Linked DNA regions of Mus musculus: region 1 is linked to region 2. A link is a contact called in public HiChIP or PLAC-seq data. All regions are on one chromosome and are shown on one strand. Each heading gives the region's core, a stretch centred on a gene start, on an enhancer-like site or on the middle of the called end of the contact. The rest is flanking DNA. Distances are from core to core; before and after follow the strand shown. Region 1 holds the start of 2610017A05Rik (a long non-coding RNA gene). Region 2 overlaps Tmtc1 (transmembrane and tetratricopeptide repeat containing 1).

Region 1 (5,414 bases), core at 1,912-4,411, 560 kb before region 2:
AGGCAAAATACTCATATGTGAAATAAGAAAAAAATTAATAAACAGAATAAAGTAAAGGGCCAACCAAAAGGAGATAATTTAATATGAAGAATTGAATGAAAAACAGCTCCTCCATTTGGTCTCTGAAGGGACCAGTGCTGATCTTTACCTGTCAGTTTCAGTAGAAACAAAGCCAGAAGTGTGGGGACACCTGCTTGAATAGTAGATGGAAAGAAAAGAGAATTAGTGAAGAACACTCATTGCAACAAAAGCAAAAAAATGAAGAATTAGCATTTGTGGTGGTTTGAATATGCTTGGCTTGGGGAGTGGCACTATAAGGAGGTGTGGCCTTGTTGGAGAAAGTGTGTCACTGTGGGTGTGGGCAATGAGACCATCCTAACCATGTGGGAACCAGTCTTCTCCTAGTGACCTTTATATAAAAATGTAGAACTCTCAGCCCTGCCTGCACCATGCCTTCTGGGACGCTCCCTTGATGATAAATAATGGACTAAACCTCAGACCCAATTAAATGCTGTCCTTATAAGAGTTGCTTAGGTCATGGTGTCTGTTCACATCAGTAAAACCCTAACTAAGACATCATTAGTTAAGGTTTTAAAGTTCTTCCTTTTTTTTTTTTTAATGTTTTTTATGTTTTTAAGTTGGTGTTTAGCTGTCTTGTCCAGGTTGGTGATTCTCTCACCCCATCTTTCTGTGCAGCTGGAAGGACTTAGAAATTGAAGTTGAGTTAGTTGGGGAGAAAGAGGGCGGACATCTAGGAAAAAAGAAATCTTAAGAAATTGTCAGCAAAGAACATGTAATAAATAGCCCAACTTTATTTTATTTTTATGTCAATTTTTAAAAGATTTACTTTACAGGTTTTGCTTGATTGTATAACTGTGAATGCCTGGTACCTGATGAGGTCAGAAGAGGGTATTAGATTCTCTGGAACCAGTGTTATGAATGGTTTTGAGCCAACTTGTGGGTACTGAGAATCAATCCCAGGCCCTTTTGATAAGTGAGTCACCTCTCCAGCCCACCAAATTTATTTTAATGAGAAAATATTTAAAATAGAGGTGGAGTTTATGGAGCCAGACTCTGGAGAAGATGGGAGAGATTCCATTCAGGATGTAGGGAATGAGGTGCACAGGTACACAGGTGAATCTGGGAATGGGTGAATGGAGCTGCCAGGGCTTTGCTCATTTTTGTAGTTTTTTTTTTTTTTTAAGATGGAGTGGGGTACCCGAGAAAAGTCCTGAAGGATTCAGAACAGGTACTGAGGGAATGAGAGAATAGTGCTGGTTAAAAACAAGGAACAGGATTGATCACTGAGTATGAAGAGAAAAAGCTGTATTACAAACACGTGTTCTTTCCCTTAGACACACATAGTGTTATCAATGAGCCCAATAGGTCAAAGGTACTCTTCAGTAGTTGAGTTGGAAAGCAGGAAATGATGTGTAGTCAGGAATGAATAGTTCAATAGTAGAGGAATGAGTGAGTTGGAGAACAAGTGTAAAATTTTAAAGGGAAAGACAGGAGAATAGGCTTTAAGTAGAAAAGAGGACATTGAAGTGAGGCTCATGGCTGGAATACCAGCACTTGGCTGAAGCAGCAGGATTGCCCCATGTTTGAGACCAGCCTGGGCTATGAAGAGAGATCTTGTATCAAAAACAGTGAAAAAGGCTTGTAATAATTTTTTGCAACCTACTTTAATAAGAGTTCACCCTCTCCTTTAGCCCACCATCCAGCAGAAGTAGTGGAAGAGAAAAGTTATTAGGGTACGGGGAGAGTGAGCCTGTTCAGCAGTATTTCTTTGTGGGTGAGCTTGATCTTTCTCAGTAGTTCAGTCCTGTAGCAATCACCAAATAAGACTCAGCAGCTGCAGACCAGTTCTCTAGGCAGGCAGACACTAGGCAGGAACCAGAAGCTGTTGTTCAATCCTGAAGAAATTGCCAGGTTCACCAGCAGAAGCTACTAGCTGCTGCAGGAACTTCACAAGCAGTTCTTGGACGAATTTTTCTCAGTGCTGGTGTTACCACAAGTTGAACGCAACAATAGAAGGCTCATAGAGTGTTAGCAAGGCAGAGCAAACCAACGCTCATTGCTTGTTTCCCACTGTCTTTGGGGGTCATATTTATACTCCTTCATCAAGCATCCTTTCACGTGTTTGCTATATCAAGACATCCTTTCACCTGTGTCTGCTAGAGGAAAAACTTTTTTCCTGTGTCTGCTCCAGCAAAATATCCTTTTACCTGTGTCTGCTTTAGCACTGACATCCACCTGTGTGCTCCTGCAAACCATCATTTGACATAACTTTCCAAAGAAACTAGATGTTTCCACTCAAAGGTCTATTAGAGTTGATATCATAAGTAAAGGAAATTGGGGGTGCAGGTAGCAAAGGTAACATTTCAAATTGAAAATGCATTTTTCATTCTGATGGCTGTGTGCATAATGGACTGAAATGGGCATTGCTGGAAGCAATCAGTCATATAGCATACATCCTGTCTCATTTTCTACACTGTTCTTAAATTTAATTGAACCAATACATCGTAATTATATGCTCCTTGGAGGATCACATCTCAGCAGCATTTGCCCACAATCATCTTTACTTTATGTTTTGTATGCTTTGCAGTTGTAGATGGAAACAGCATAACCCTTCTTGCCTTTCACAGTGAAAGTCTGGACATTTTGGGCACTTTTGGTCATATAGTTTCCTTGACTACTGCATTTTTGTGTTTTTACACTCTAAAGAGAAACACACACACACACACACACACACACACACATTTGATTATCTATTAGATTTTGAGTTTTCATACATACAAACCTGCATTAAATTTTATCTTGTTATTATAACATGGTGCCTGTCTGTAAACATTTTTAACAAATGTTCAAAGAATGAATGGCAGGATAAAGGGTGGCGCTCAAACATTAAAGGAAACCTCTTCTGTAAGCTACGTAAGTTCAGGATTCCAGTAAGTTTGTCTTGAAACAGCTCAGTTGTGATGTTCAGAGTTCTCGAACAAAAAGTACCACTCCCTTTAGATATGCCTAATTTGCAACAACTGTAAATAGATGCCAGGCCAATTAACTTACTTTGGTCACACCAGTGGGTGGACAAGCTAGGATTTCCGTACCGCATCATGGCGGCCGTCTGCGGGAGTCTGGTGTTTGGAACAAACTTGAGCGACTTCCTGTAGCAGCACCGCTGTGCAATGAATGCCGGCTCCTGAGACGAGCATCATGGCGTCTCTGGCGGGTGCTGGTCAGTGCAGCACGCCAGGGGAAGAGGCAGCCGTAAAGGAGTCTCCGTTTCCTCTTCCACCTCCCACCGGCTGTCGTAAAAGGTGAATGGAGAGAGAGTTGTCGGGGGGAAGGAGGGAGGACAGGGGGCGCGGAGTCAGAGTGGCGCAGCAAGTAGCTGCAGGCGGTGGTGGCAGCGGCAGGGGGTGGGGGTGAGGTGGTCCCCTGAGGTAGAGGGGGCCAAAAAGGGCCAGGAGACATCCCGGCTGCAACCCGGCCTGCTGGCTCTGGGACCCGAGCTCCCGCCCGCGGACATGGACCTCAATCGGATCATCCAGGCGCTGAAGGGCACTATCGACCCAAAGCTGAGAATTGCAGCTGAGACGGAGCTTAACCAGGTGAGCGAGGGGCTGCCCCTCTTTCTCTTTTTCCTACTCTTCTCCCTTCTCTCCCTCTCTCCTCCAACCCCAGCCTGAGACCAGGACCCCTGCGGAGCAACTGGAGCACCTGTTGGCTATCTGTCCTTTTCTTGGTGCACTTGCTCAGTTCTCTTGGACACATAGCACAAAGAAGCTACGAAACCATTGATAGTGGTCTTTGGGTGTGTTTTCTTTTCCTTTAATGCGCTTACGTGGAGACGCGGTGGGAAAATTCACCAAAGCTAAGCTAGCTTTTCTCCGGACCCGCCCTTTTCAGGTGTTGCTGTCGGAAACCCTGCCCCTCGCCTGCTTCTGGCGGTGGCAGTGTGGATCATGGCACAGTATTGCTGGAGCGCTGGGCAGCACTGTCCGAGAGAGTTCTAGGAAGGGCACGCGGTTTCCCCGTACCATTTCAAAGACTGGGCCGGCCAGTAATACAATATTTGAGGCATTTCTTTGGAATACTGAAATGTGTGTGACTTTGCTTTAGCTGCTTTCCATTTTTCTAAGCAGTCTAGACATTCATTGTTCCAGTGTTACTCTCGTCTTTTTTTTTTTTTTTTTTTTTTTTTTTTGTCCATACCATACTTCTCCCTCCTCCTCCTTTTTTTTCTTCCTTTCATTTCAGAGACAGGGTCTCACTGTGTAGTTCTGGTTAACCTGGAATTCTGTGTTAAACAGGCTGGTTTGGAACTCATAAATCTGCCTGTTGCTTCTGCCTCTGCCTCTAGTCTGCTGGGTTTAAAGGTGTGTGTTACCACATCTGGCCCAACCTTTCAGAATTGTAATATCACAAGCTCTGGTTCTGCTCATGTAAGAGGGACTATCATCCTCTTACTAAAATGTACAAATTAAAATTTCCTTACATGGCTTGACAATTGAGCTTGCTACAAGTGTGAAGGGATATTCCTTAATTAGTGGATCTTGAGGGGTTGCTAAGACCAGTGGCCTATGCTTCTCTGAAAACGGTTGGGTATGCAAATTATGGGCTTCATCCCTGATGTAAAGAACCTGAAAACCTGGGAATAGAAACAAGTTTGTGTTTTAAGTGGCTCCCCAGGCAATTCTGTGCCTCCTGAAGTATAAGGATTCTTCTTGGCCAGTGTGTTTGCCCTAGTAGAGGTTTGTTTTTGTTATAAAAGATGTTTTGAATCTTGAAAGAGAAATATTAACTGACAATCTGTGGTGTTTGAGGGACACGTGAATCCAGGATCCTCAAGAGGTAAGAACGAAAGTCGAGACCCTGTTAATATCTATCTGGCTCGGCTGTAGAGTGTTCAACCAAGAATTCCTGAGGCCTTACCTATGTGATTTCCAACTCTGCTCAGTCCTGTAATCCTAACACACACAAGGTTTTGTTGAATTGAATGGCCAAAAAGGATGCTTTGATGTCTCAAAAAGGAAAGGACTGTCACCCCAGAATAAGAGACACTTAGTGTCAGTATCTGTCCCAGACTTTGTAGAATACTGTCTAGAATAACAGTCATCAGGGTTTAGTTAATAAAAATGCCATAAGGGCTAGACTACATCCTGCTGCTGTACACTGGGAGGCTGCCTGTTTGACACTGCGTTTACCACAGGACCAGATATCCCTTTGGTAGTGTTAATATGGAACATTGGTGCCATGTTATACTTTCTGCCCATAGCCTAACCTTGCTTTTTCCTGATTTGTCAACACATGAGTGCAGTTGATATTATGGAAACAGAAAAGATTTGAAGCCTGCAGAACCAGGAGAGGTTCAATCCTGTGTTCTCTTCATATTAATTTAATCCAAA
Region 2 (5,825 bases), core at 1,751-4,250:
TAGCCTCCCAAATGCTGAAATTATAGTTGTCCACTACTGTTTTAGTCACATTTCTATGACTATGAAAAGATACCATGACCAAGGCAATTCCTATAAATGAAAACATTTTATTAGCAACTTGCTTATAGTTTCAAAGGGTTGGTCCATTCTTATCATAGGAGGGAGCATGGTAGTATGCAGTGAGAGACTTTGGCATAGGCTTTTGAAACAGCAGTGTTCACCTCCATCAAGACCACACCTCCTCCATCAAGGCCACACCTCCTCCAACAAGGTCACACCTCCTAATCCCACTAAGCATTCAAATGCATGAGATTGTGGAGGCCATTCTTATTCAGACCACCACAACTACAATGCCCAAATAAATATATGTAATTTTAAACTGTCTAAATTGCCCAAACTGTTTACAAAATCTAAGTATAGTATAAAGGCTAAAAGGCTGCAGTTGCTATCAAGATATCTTGTAGTTTCTAACAAACATATGAGATTTACCTCAGGCCTCTGTTCCTCCTGCCACCAGATAGGCTTGTGATGGGGACACTTAACCAATTGGGCCATTATATCCAGAAGTTTGTTCGAGCCTTACCCTTAATGGTTCTGTGAGGTGAATTCTTTCAAATAAGATTCAAGCTTAAATCCAGAGCTCCCGTGTTAGGGGGATGACTGCATAGTGCCAGTGAACCTCACTGACTGGGTTGAAACTTTCTACAAGGACCTTCATCCCTGAAGGAGAGGTCCACATCAGACTGCTTCAGGACTTAAACTTAGCTGCCCCTGCTGCTTCCAGAAGCCAATGAGCCATTTCCTCCATGTGTGTACAGGTGTGGAAGCCTAAGACTAATGGTTAGAATCTTTAATTGAGGTCCGTGGATGTTTGCATGAGAATGGCCTACATAATCTCAAGTATTTGAGTATTTGTTCCTTAGTTGATGGAACTGTTTGGAAAGGATTAGGAGGCATGGCCTTGTTGGAGGAGGTGTGTCATTGTGGGTCGACTTTGACCATTCAGAGTCAATCACCTTCTCCCCCTCCCTCTCTTCTCCCCTTTCCCCTTCCCTCAATCTCTATCCTTCTCACTACCTCTCCCCTTCCCTCTGCCTCTCCCCTTCCTTCTCCCTCTCCCCTTCCCTCCCTCCCTTCTGGTTGTGTTTCAAGCTCAGCTACTGCTCCAGCACCATGCCTGTCTGTCTGCCTCGCTATTATGATGGTCATATACTCTAACTCTCTGAAACCGTAAGCTCCAAATAAATTCCTCTTCTATAATTTGACTTGGCCATGGTGTCTCACCATAGCAATACAAAAGTAACTTAAACAAGGTCCAACTTACTCACTGAGCCTGGACCTCTGGGTTCACAGAAGTCATACAGCTAGTCTAGCCAGCCAGCTTGCCCTGAGAACTCCCTGTCTCTCTATCCCCTTGACATCTATGTGGATTCTGGATATCCAAACTCTGGTCTTTACACATGAGCAGTGAGCATTTTATCCACCAGTGTATCTGCTGCTCTGCTTCTTCCTTAAGTTTTGCCCAGGATCCCATAATATCCAGCACTGAGATAATCTGACTAGCAATCCTTTATTTAACTCTGTTGCTGTGACTGTCCTTCTGGCACTTTCTGTTGCTTTATAAATATTCTTTAGTTGCTCCAATTTTAAACAACTCCACACATAAGCTTGTCTCGATTTCTTCTCTGACTGCCATGTGGGCTGTTGATTCTATTCCCTTTTTGCTCCCAGTGACATAATCTCCTAGACATCTACAGTATCTTCCTTGTGTCCCTCCTGCTTCCACAGACCCTCTCCCTAGGATCCCTGGAACTGCTCTCTGAGGTCACCAGCTGCCTCCCATGTGGGCCTGTGGAACCACCTGAGTATCTGAGCACTTGACTTTTCTGACCCACCCTCATCTTCAAGTTGGACACCCTTTACCTGGTTGGGTTTTAGCATGGTGATACATGCTGCTGGTTTACCAGATATTTCTGTAGAGTATTCTCCCTCTTCCAAACCCTTAATAAACAGTTCTCCCCTCCTCTCTTCTTCTGGGCTTTCTTTTTGGGCCTTCATTTTCTTTCATGTCCTGTCAGCCCTCAGATTTGTCTCTGCATCGTCTGTCTTCCCATTATCACAGCCACCTGCCTGGCAGGCTACAGGGCATTTCCAGACCCTTCTCCTGTACTACACACCCAGTTACTCACGTTCTCTGCAGAAACTGCCCACTAGTCTCCGTAAACTGTCTTTGGTTCCCTAAGTTCTTTAGCCTTGCTTCCTTTCCATGGAATAGCGCCATCTATTTGGCAGTGTGAACTTGGGAGAGTGGAGCCTAAAACTGAGGTGGACTAAAGGCACATGTAATAAATAGTCAACTTTAATCAGAGCATCAAGTAATTTACATTCTGAGGGCATTCTGGGGATTAGGCAAAGTCATGTGAGCAACTTCACTTATGTTCAAGTTCTGTGCAAGGTCACATGAGCTTAGGCTGTAAATAGTCACAAGGACAGTATCATGTTGAATAATAATGGGTAAGAAGATGGGTAATCTGAAATAAAGCTCACTCCTGTTATTACACCTGAGAAGGACAGGAAAGCACACTTCAAGAACAAATCCGTGTTATAAAAGAACAGAGGTTACCAGACTCCTGTCTTGCTCACTTGGAATGTTGTTACAAGCGCTCAGAAATCTCACACAGCTTCATTCATGGACTGTATTCATACAGAACACTATTAATCCCACTGGGTGAGAATAAGACCACTACCACAATTTTTGAGGCAAATTTGAAGCAAGCTTTTAAAGGCTGGCTAGGAAGATGGACAGTGGCCTGGATCTCAGAGAATGGCCCCAAATTACGTTAATCGGGTGCTTATAAAAGCAAAACCCGCAAAGCTTCATACTTACCTCCTTTGTTCAATCAGGAACACACATACATCCTGACATACTTCCTGCATGTGTGCCTATGTAGCTATAATGAAGCACATCCTGTGCAGTTGGGGCACCCAGCCTTGTTTATGGAAGTGAAAATACCGTGGCTTATTATCATGACCTGAACCACAGCCCCCAGCACTCCAGGAAGTTAACTATCCTTGGGCAAGTGGGGCTTACAGGTTAGAGGCATTTCTGTTTTATAGATCTCTTAAGCAAAGCAATTAAAACTTAAAACATAATATTAGCCTTCACAACACCTTCCTTTCTCTCCCTTTTTCTCCATCATCAGGCTCTAGTCCCCATCAACACTGTCCCTCCTTTGAAATCTTCACTGTGGAATACCTGAGGAACGAGGTGGCCCAGTCATACATGTTCTCCATGCTCCCCCAGACTCACTGTTTCCTCTTTTACTGCCTGGCAGCAAGGGCAATTATCTCGATGTTCTGGACCATTGGCAGAGGGTGTGGCCAACTGTAGGTGCTTAATAAATACTTGTGGAGAGGAAGCCTGCATGATGGCAGTGTCCAGCACTCAGTCACAGGATGCTTAGCGACAGCACCATCGTGGTGAGTGGTACTTCTCAGAGAGCTGTAAGCAATGAGGGCAGAACATCCAGGACTGACCAGGGTATTACTAGATATTCCACAGCCTACCGACTTCCAGTTGTATGCCAGTAATGGTCCCTAGCGGTCAGGATAGCCATTCAGAATATGTGCCCTTCTCACCTGTCTTAGGGTTTTACTACTGTGAACAGACACCATAACCAAGGCAACTTATAAAGGACACCATTTAATTGGGGCTTACAGGTTTAGAGGTTCAGTCCATTATCATTATGGCAGGGAGCATAGCTGGATCCAGGCAAGTGTGGTACTAAAGGAGCTGAGAGTTCTACAGTTCTACATCTTGTTCTGAAAGCCAACAGAAGACTGGCTTCCAGCAGCTATGAGGGTCTCAAAGCCCACCCCCACAGTGACACACTTTCTCCAATTAGGCCACGCCTACTAATACTGCCACTCACTCCCTGGACCAAGTATATTCAAACCACCACAACACCCTATGCTCTCCTAAGCTGAAAGTTGTTATTAAGAACACAGACATACCTTTCTGCCCACTGTTGTCCCTAACTCAATCACCAGACAGTGTGTGTTCATGCTAAGAATTGTTATCACGACACAGTTCCAGGAGCACATGAGCCAAAGGTAAAGCAGCAGAGCCGGTTGCTGGGTGCCAGGAATCACTTCAGACAATCAAAGAAACTGACCAGGAAGATTAGCAGTCTCTCTCAGGGGCCAATTAGTGACAGAATAATTGAATTTATGGCATAGAAGAAACCAAACACTTAATATATGCAAAATTAACAGTCTATTGACTTCTGAAGAGACACTTATTTTGTACTACTCCAGTCCAGTGAAATTGAGCTTCAATCGCAGAGGTATATTTTTCCTAGTCACATTTCTATAATTTTTTTCAACAAGAAATAGAAAATAAACATCCAACCTTAGGGTATTTAACTTCAAATAAATTAATTTGTGGCATGAAAATTAGACACTTGGCCTGGTGTGTATGCTTTGAAAGAGTGTAGTGAACTATAGCATATGAATTGATGTTATTTGAACAATAAAATTACTGCTAAGGTACTGAAATGTTAAAATTTTATAACATCCTTAACTTTAAAATTTTCAAATACATCAGTGAAACAAAATACAAATCCAAACTTTAGTCCAAAATAGCTGTATCTGTGAGCTTTTACAGACAGGGGCTGGAGAGATGGCACCAGTGGGTAAAAGCTCTTAATGAACAAGCATGATAACCTGAGTTCAGGGCCCAGCACTCCCGTAAAGAGCCAAGTATGGCTGCTTCTGCCTGTAAGCCCAGCACTGTGCAGGTGGAGACTAGATCCGTGGGGCTCACTGGCTGTCAGCCTAGGTCCAGGTTTGGGGAAAGACCCTGTCTCAAAGAAGTAAGGCAGAAAGTGATAGAGCAGGACGCTAAGCAACCTCCCCTGCACAGACATACGTACATGCACACATACATACATACCCACACAAACCTTACTAACAGTAACCCATAAATTGGGAATTCACATCTTATAGGCTACTGAGAGTTATTGACTTTAGCTTGTTCCCATACAAAGTGTGCTTCTCTAACACTAACTGGGGACATGATTGCTCCAAAGTATAGTTGAGGGGAGAATTTTTATTATAGATAGGAGGAAGAGTGTACAGCCAGAGCCATCCAGAAGAGTCCAGAACAGGGAAAGGAAGTAGTGGACAGAACAACTGGACTTGGTTGTAAGGAGGGGTGGGGAGCAAGAGAGGTAAACAAAGAGAATGAGGGCAAAGGAGACCAAGGAAGAGGGGCCAAAAGAGCACATAGTTAAAATAGCAGGATGATGAGGGAATGAGAACCTGGGGAGGGAAGCCCATGCACTTTATATGCTAATGTCATCACAGAGAGCCATTTGTATGGAGTTTCTTTTGGACCTGACAGTAAAGATGATGTTAAGATAGAAGTCAACATTTTTGGAGTGAGTAAGTATCTCTGTAGCCAACATTTTTACATGTTGCATTGATTTCATTTCTCCCTCTGAGAACTGGTTCATATTAGAGCATAATTTAACTGAATTGCTCAGAGAAAATAATAAAAATATTCTAAATAGAGGTTCTAATTCATAACAATTTGCTTATTTGCTGAGGGTTGTATGACTAATATATTATTCAGGAAAACAAATGGATCAACAGGAGTAATTTGCCTTTTAACACCTAAGAGGACAAGTGTTTCATGTGAGTGTGTGTGTGTGTGTGTGAGTGAGTGTGTGTGTATAAGAAAGAGAGAGAGACAGGAAAAAGAGAGGAGGGAGAGGGAGGGAGAGATCTACTGCTTTAGTTCATTTCCCCCAGGCTCCCTTTCC

The links. HiChIP or PLAC-seq counts read pairs in DNA pulled down with a chosen protein or histone mark.
Region 1: a contact with region 2 is called in an H3K4me3 HiChIP or PLAC-seq map of the 230-238 cell line, with 9 read pairs. The contact joins the promoter of 2610017A05Rik here to the enhancer-like site in region 2. A contact is called at or near these places in 5 of 115 datasets of contacts at active chromatin or transcription factors (the 230-238 cell line, bone marrow-derived macrophages, embryonic basal ganglia and 2 more) and 2 of 9 other capture datasets (liver and pancreatic islet).

Annotation. Positions count from the first base shown.
Region 1 is chr6:148,829,367-148,834,780 of GRCm38.p6, reverse strand. 2610017A05Rik (a long non-coding RNA gene) reads right to left here and starts at 3,161. Exons shown (of 2, transcript XR_869626.1): 1 at 3,073-3,161; 2 at 1,667-1,916. Ipo8 (importin 8) reads left to right here and starts at 3,314. Exons shown (of 25, transcript NM_001081113.1): 1 at 3,314-3,617. The coding sequence starts at 3,534.
Region 2 is chr6:148,272,401-148,278,225 of GRCm38.p6, reverse strand. The region is part of intron 11 of Tmtc1 (transmembrane and tetratricopeptide repeat containing 1); the gene reads left to right. Among named protein-coding and RNA genes, the nearest start is that of Gm52483, 29 kb to the right of the region's middle. Within about 2 kb of position 3,000, at least 19 of the 459 cell types and tissues checked have an H3K27ac peak or open chromatin away from gene starts, as enhancers often do. A contact at or near this core is called in the 230-238 cell line, where this site is marked.